2 separate regions of the Sus scrofa genome follow, and region 1 is linked to region 2. A link is a contact called in public promoter capture Hi-C data. All regions are on one chromosome and are shown on one strand. The core of a region is the stretch at or near the end of the contact, and the rest is flanking DNA. Distances in the headings are between cores, read along the strand shown.

The links. Promoter capture Hi-C pulls out the DNA fragments that hold promoters and counts their contacts.
Region 1: a contact with region 2 is called in a promoter capture Hi-C map of fetal liver, with 4 times the contacts expected there. The contact joins the enhancer-like site here to the promoter of LARP1 in region 2. A contact is called at or near these places in 1 of 5 promoter capture datasets (fetal liver), 4 of 47 Hi-C or Micro-C datasets (embryonic fibroblasts, fetal liver and liver) and 1 of 2 datasets of contacts at active chromatin or transcription factors (alveolar macrophages).

What each region holds. Positions count from the first base shown.
Region 1 is chr16:68,528,893-68,532,099 of Sscrofa11.1, forward strand. No RefSeq gene overlaps it. Among named protein-coding and RNA genes, the nearest start is that of LARP1, 79 kb to the left of the region's middle. Within about 2 kb of position 1,254, at least 27 of the 83 cell types and tissues checked have an H3K27ac peak or open chromatin away from gene starts, as enhancers often do. A contact at or near this core is called in fetal liver and liver, where this site is marked.
Region 2 is chr16:68,449,608-68,452,913 of Sscrofa11.1, forward strand. LARP1 (la-related protein 1) reads right to left here and starts at 1,998. Exons shown (of 19, transcript XM_021076708.1): 1 at 1,176-1,998. The coding sequence starts at 1,614.

The DNA of each region.
Region 1 (3,207 bases), core at 4-2,503, 79 kb after region 2:
GAACATACTGACAATTATTCAGAGCTCTCTGGGGGCTGGGCCCAGGTTAGGTGCCACACATGCATTACTTTGTGTAATCCTGACAACATTCATGCAATACTTTTTTTTTTTTTTTTTTTTTGGCCATGCCTGTGGCATGTGGAAATTCCCAAGCCAGGGATCGAACCTGCGTCCCAGCACTGACTAGAGCCACAGCTGTGACCAAAGCCACAGCAGGGGCGATGCCAGATCCATAACCTCCTGTGTCACAGAACTCTCCTGCGAAGTTTTATAGATGAAAAAATTGAGGCTCAGAGATGAAACTATGAAGCCACATGGTTGGAGCCGATGATATGATTCCAATCTAGTAAGGCTAGCCTATGTGTACAAAAAAATCTGGAGATAACCCCAAACTGGGCCTGGGGATTATGCCTCGGAAACGTCTTATAGGCGCTTTCACTTTCAATGCCATCTCTTTCTGCTCTGTTAAATTTGGTGGAACATGCCTGGACCTTTCTAATCAGAGAAAGCAATATTTTGCTTTAAAAAAAAAAAAAAAAGATTTAGAAAAGTTACTAAAAAAGTTCCTGTCCTGTATCTCCTTGGCCCAGGACCTGGGTACCCTCTCCCCACTGCTCCTTCTTCCAGATGGGGCCACCTGCTTGTCCAGAGTCCCAATCCCCACTGATAAAGGCTGGGGCCCACCGAGCCCCATATCAGGCCCGCACAGCCCCTGCAGTCCCATTCATCTGGTGACCCCAGAGAGGGTGGGCCCAGCCCCAGGAATCAGCAGGTTCCAGGGCCCTGGAGATAAGAGGAGCTTCAGGGGGTGGGTGTACCAGCGGGGCCAGGGTCTGCAGCAGGGGTGTGAGCCAGGGATGCTGGTGGGCCTCTCCCACTGGATGGAAAAGCTGCTAAGACCCAGAGAAGGTGTTACCAGCCTGGTCTGTCTGTGGATGTGACTTTTGTCTGCTGTGTGGCTCTGAGTACATGTCATCCCCTCTCTGAACCCCTGAGGTTCCCCTGAGAGTCTTTGGTTCCAGCCTGCTCCTCTTTTAGGAAGTCACCTGGGCCCCGAAAATACCACTGAGAGTCCCCAGCGTACAGGCCGACAGCAGGATGGACTGTCCTTGGGCCTCCAGGATCAACTCTGAGTGATCCGCGGAGGCCCAGTGTGACCCTGAGCCCTCGCAAACATGCCTGCCTGGTCATGCCCAAGTCGACCGGCCCCAAGGACAAGCCCTGCCACCCAGGGCCAGGCCAAGTCTTGTTTACATGTCCAAAGGTCAGATGCCGCCTTCCAGGGAGGGCCTCAGCGGGTGAGAGTGTGCAGCTGTGTGCCCAGGACTCAGATAAAGTGTGCCCTCGGGAGGGGCGGGCAGCGCCGGGGGAGGGTGGAGTCAGAAGGACGCCCAGCTTGTCGGCAAGGGAGAGCCTCTGCCTGCTCCCTGCTGTGGGCCCTGGGGGTCGCCTCCCCAGCGGCGGGTCCAGGACCACCCTCACGCCCCCTCGCTCCGTGTCCCCGGGCCTAGGACCGCCCTGTACTGCCCATCACCGTTCATCCACCCCCCTGTGCCTCAGTTTCCTCTCAGCTGCGAGGGTGCGGAGAGGGCGGAGGAAGCCGAGGCAGGGTGGGTGGCTGGGGACAGGGGGGCGGAAGGCACTGCACGGGGGAGTCTCTCTCGTTAGCTGTAGCTCCGTGTTGGGGCGTCCCCCCTCCACCGTAAGAGACCCGAGAAAGCCCCCTCGGAGAGGCTCCAAATCACAGGGTGGAGCCTAAAGTCGCCTTCTGCCCTTGAGGCATTTTCCAACGGCTTTCGAATCCTCCCCCCTCCCCTCCCCACTGCCCTATTGTGTCAACAAAAGCCTGGGGGCTTCCATTCTCCTTTCCTTCTTCCATTCCTTTGTGGTGACGGATCTGTACGTTGAAACCTAAAAAGTGGTGCCTCTTCTTCCTTCCTTCCTTTTTCACCTCTCGGCAGCGTATGGAAGTTCCGGGCCATGGATCGAATCTGAGCCAGGAGCAACCTGCGTCGCAGCTGCAGCAATGCCAGATCCTTAACCCACTGCTCCACAGCGGGAACTCCAAAAGTGGTACTTTTTCAATGTGTGTGTGCCCCGTGCACACAGAGAGGGTGTCCACAGAGGATGTCTCTGCCTGGTGGGGCCGGGGGGAGGGGGCGGGGGGGAAAGAGAGCTCTAATTCAACCCCTAGCTTGGGAACTTCCATTCGCCCCTGGGCGAGACCCTAAAAAGACAACAAAACAAGACCGAAAAAAATCCTACTCTCTCTTTTTTTCTTTTACGGCCGCACCTGCGGCATATGGAAGTTCCTAGGCTAGGGGTCAAATCCGAATCCGAGGTGCCGCTGCTGGCCTACACCACAGCCTCAGCCACGCCGAATCTGAACCACATCTGCATCCTACACTGCAGCTCGTTGCAACCTGATTAACCCACTGAGTGAGGCCAGGGATGGAACCACAGCCTCACGGACACTATGTTGGGTTCTAAACCCGCTGAGCCACAGTGGGAACTCCTCCTCTCTCTTTCCTGATAAAGGTAAAAGCCCCTCAGGTATACTGGCGTGGAAAAGTTCCGGCAGGGGTCACACCAAATGATTAATTTAACTCCTGCCATTTTCTTGCTCGGTGACCTCGGCAAGTTACTTAACTCTCAGCCTCAGTTTCCTCTTTTGCAAGTTGATAATCACAGCCCTCCTAAGGTTGTGAGCATTCATACAACTAACAATGGTACATCATTTGGCACATATCAAGCATTCCATAAATATTTAGGGAAATAAGGCAGGAGTCAATATTCAGTGAAATTTATTTTCTGGAATCAAAAGCTCAGCTTTAGGGGGTCGAGGTTTGTCCGCCTGTCTTTGCTGCCACCTAGTGGTCTTAAGTGAGAAAGCACGCATTGGAAGGCTTGCCTGGTCCTTCACTCACTTCAAGGTACAAATTATCCAGGGCCTACAAAGTGCCAGGCGCACACAGGTCAATTCCTTGGAATGTGGTAGGCATCAATGATCCCAGGCCTCTGTGAATCTCCGTTTTCTCAACCCAAGAAGGCGAGTGATAACCCCTTATGTGTTTGTGAGGATAAAACGCAATCATGCATGTAAAGCATTTAACACTGGCCTAGAGCCAAAAGAAAGTTCTAGAAATGGTAATTATTGGTATTTACACATACCATCTTATTCTGGAAGGCACTATTATACCCATTTCA
Region 2 (3,306 bases), core at 748-3,247:
CCCCGGTGACACGGCTCCACTGGGATTTCCCGCACGCCCACCTCCCCCAAGGGGCCGGGTCTGAAAGGACCCAAAAGCCCAGGAGGGAGACTGAGGGCGCGGGGCGCGCAGGTCGGCGGTCACATGCCGCTCCCCGCGCGAGGAGGCACCACGTTGTCCCGGCTGCGGAGGAATGCCGGGAAGGGGGGACGCGCACTCACACCCGCGCACACGCACACTCCGGGCCGCGCCGCCCGCCCGCCCGCCAGCACCCGCCTTCCACCCGGAGCTCCGCGGCGGGCGCCGAACGCCGAGGCCGAGCGGCCGCGAGCAGCCCGAGGGCCGGCGGCGCGGCGCATGGCGCCCAACTGTCACCCGCCCGCCCGGCCCCGCCACTCCCTCGCCCGCCGCCGCACGCCCCTCGCGTCGCCGCATGCCCCCTTACTCGCCTTACATTTCCCCCTTACTGGATCCCCGCACACTCGCCATCCAGAGGCATGGTCTAAAGGCGGAAGGTCCCCGGGAGCAGACAGGGAAAGCACCCAATTCAGGGACATGCTGGGTTTCCTTTCCTCCCGATTCTCCCTGCAATAGACCCCTCAACCTTTCGCCAGTAGCCATTCTACCGCCTAACACTATGTGCTCGAGCAAAAAACTTAACTTTTAAATCCCGAATCCTTGTGGTCGGTATAAACTCGTCGCCGGGTGTTTTGCTGCCCATGACATATGCTCATTAAACATTTACAACATAGGGACAATCGCAACGCCACCAAAACGGACAGCAAGGGGCGAGGTGGGAAGAGGGGGCTTCCCGAGAAATGTTTCAGGCTACAAACAGTCTCCTACACAAACACGCGGTGGGAGGGAAAGGGCTTTTTTCACCGAAACCAGCGCCCACCCTCTCCCGGCGAGGTAGGCCCGAACCACGCCGTTGCCCACTAACCGCTGCGGCCCGGGCGGTGGCTATAGCCTCCCGGAGGCCGGGCCCTCCGGTAGGGACAGGTTCCCGAGCATGCTGGGGGGCAGGGTATGGCGACCTAAATTAAAGGGAGCTAATAAAAAAAAAAAAAAAAAAAAAAAACCCGAGTCACCAGGACCAGTGGCGGACCCCCGGGCCCTGGAGGCCGCTGGGGGAGGGGACGCCTAAGGCCCCGGAAGAGGCCCCCGAACCCAAGATCACAAGCAGGGAGACCCACCTGGAGGAGACTGTCCGTTCACGGTGGCCAGGACCGGCGGCAGCGCGTTCTTAGTCCACGGGTTCACCTTGGGCGGAGGGGCCTCCACGAAGTCTCGGCGCCCGGCGCCCGCGGCTCCCGCAGCTCCTCCGCCAGCGCCCGGCTCGCCGCCGCCCTCTTCTCCGTCGCTGACTGCCAGGCCCTCGGCGCCGGGAGGCTGCGGCGGCCGCGGGCTCTCGCGCTCCAGCTGCCCGGTGCCCTCCTTGTGCGGCTTGGCGTAGGGCGGCCGAGGTCTCCGGGCGCCGCCGTCCGGCTCCCCCCCTCCGACGTCGTTCGCCCCGGGCTCGCCCTTGCCCTCGGGCGGCGGCGGCGGCGGCTTCTTCCTCACCAGCCCCCCGTGCTCTTCGGCCTGCAAGAGCGGGGTGCCCCCCGGCAGCAGCGGCTCCACCTGAGTGGCCATCTGCGCGCCCGCCCCCCCGGAGAAGCCGGGCGCGCCCGAGGCTGCCTCCCCCGCCTCGAACTTGGCTCTCAGAGCCCCCGCGACTCCTTCCTCCGGGGCGCTGGGCCCCAGTGCCTGCGGAGAAGGGTCCGGGTTCACGCTAGGCGCGGCCCCCCTCCCGGTCGGATGCAGCCGCCGTAAATCCAAGGCCTGCTGGCGGGGCGGGGGGGGGGAGGAAGGCCCCCCACTCTGCGGTCCAGGCCTCCTCGGCGCGCGTCCCCCCCGCCCGTTCCTCGCAAGGCGCCCCCACCCCGAGCCTGGCAAGCTTCTCGTCCCGTCCCTCCCTCCCCCCCGCCCCCGGGGCGGCCCGGGCTTCCCGGCTCGGGGGCTGCAGCAATATGGACGGACGGGGGAGAGGCGCGGCGAGCCGAGCTGACCACGCGATCCGCGGCAGGCGGCGGGCGGGCACGCGCCTCGCGACGCAGCGGGCGGGGGAGGGGAGGGCGCAGCGGGGGCGCGCCCGCTAGGGCCGGCCCTGGGCGACGAACGGGCGAAGGCGGCGGGAGCGCGCCCGTACGGCCCCGCGGCCCCGCCCCTCGCCCCGCCCCTCGCCTCCAATTTCTCGGCGCACCTCCGGCGCTGGCTGGTGAGGGGTACTCAGACCCGACGGGGGCGAGCACGTGCCTGATGCAATTCGGAAGGGGGGTGGGGCAGTGAGCCGGGCTAGAGAGAAGGGGTGGTAAAGTGGGGGAAGTGTCTTAAAGAGGTAGCGCGTGAGAGCGGCAGCAGGTGGAGCACATGGGAACCGGCCACGCGGCCGGCTGGGCCTGCTCGCGCTCTTTACGTTGGGTGCGCCAGATTCCAGGGAAGGAGCCATTAATGTCACCCTCGATTTAAGGGATGGTGGAGGGGGGTGCTGCCGGCTCCCTGGCGTCCTGTGGGCCTGGCTCCTCCAAGCCCCGCCTGGGTGACCTTGGGAGAGCCTGTCTCACCTCCGCGGACTGTGCTCGGCTCCTCCCCGCCGCCCCGGCCGGGGACACTGCCCCGAGTTGGATTCGACGCCCGGTCTGGAAGGCGGGCCTTTACCCCTTGGGGGCATCGCGCGCGCCTAGGAAGTGAGCTGGGGATAACCAAGCGCTCCCAACCCAGCCAAGTTCTGAAACCAAGTTTTATGGGCAGAAAATGTCTTTTTTGTCAAGTGGATTTCATTTTTTATAAAGATTGCTTGGGGCAGAGATGAACCAATGCCCGAATGAGACTCAGGAGTTCTGAGATTTTTATACTGACCTTGATCCTGCCCTTTACCAACTCTGCAGTCTTTGGGCCTCAGTTTCCCTACTGTAAAATAAAGAATGGTGTGACAGCGGTTCCAAATTTTAGTGCACATTCAATTAAATAAATATTTACCGTGGAGGTCCTAGGAAACAGAGTTTGGAAATAAACCAGGCTAACAAAGTCCCTATCCTCACGGAATTTACATTCTAAGATGGTGAGAAAGACAACAAACTGAGAAACAGGTGCTTGTCTTGCATCTAAGACAATAATTTACAGTAATAGGTTAGACTAGATTAGTTTCAATGATGAGGGAAAACCCTGAATGCAGATTCCAAAGCATTTGGATCCAGAAATCTGCATATCTAACAAGACCCTTGGGTGCTTGTGGTTCCACACTTCACTTGGAGAAGTCCTGGCCTCTGGCTAGATGGGATCCCA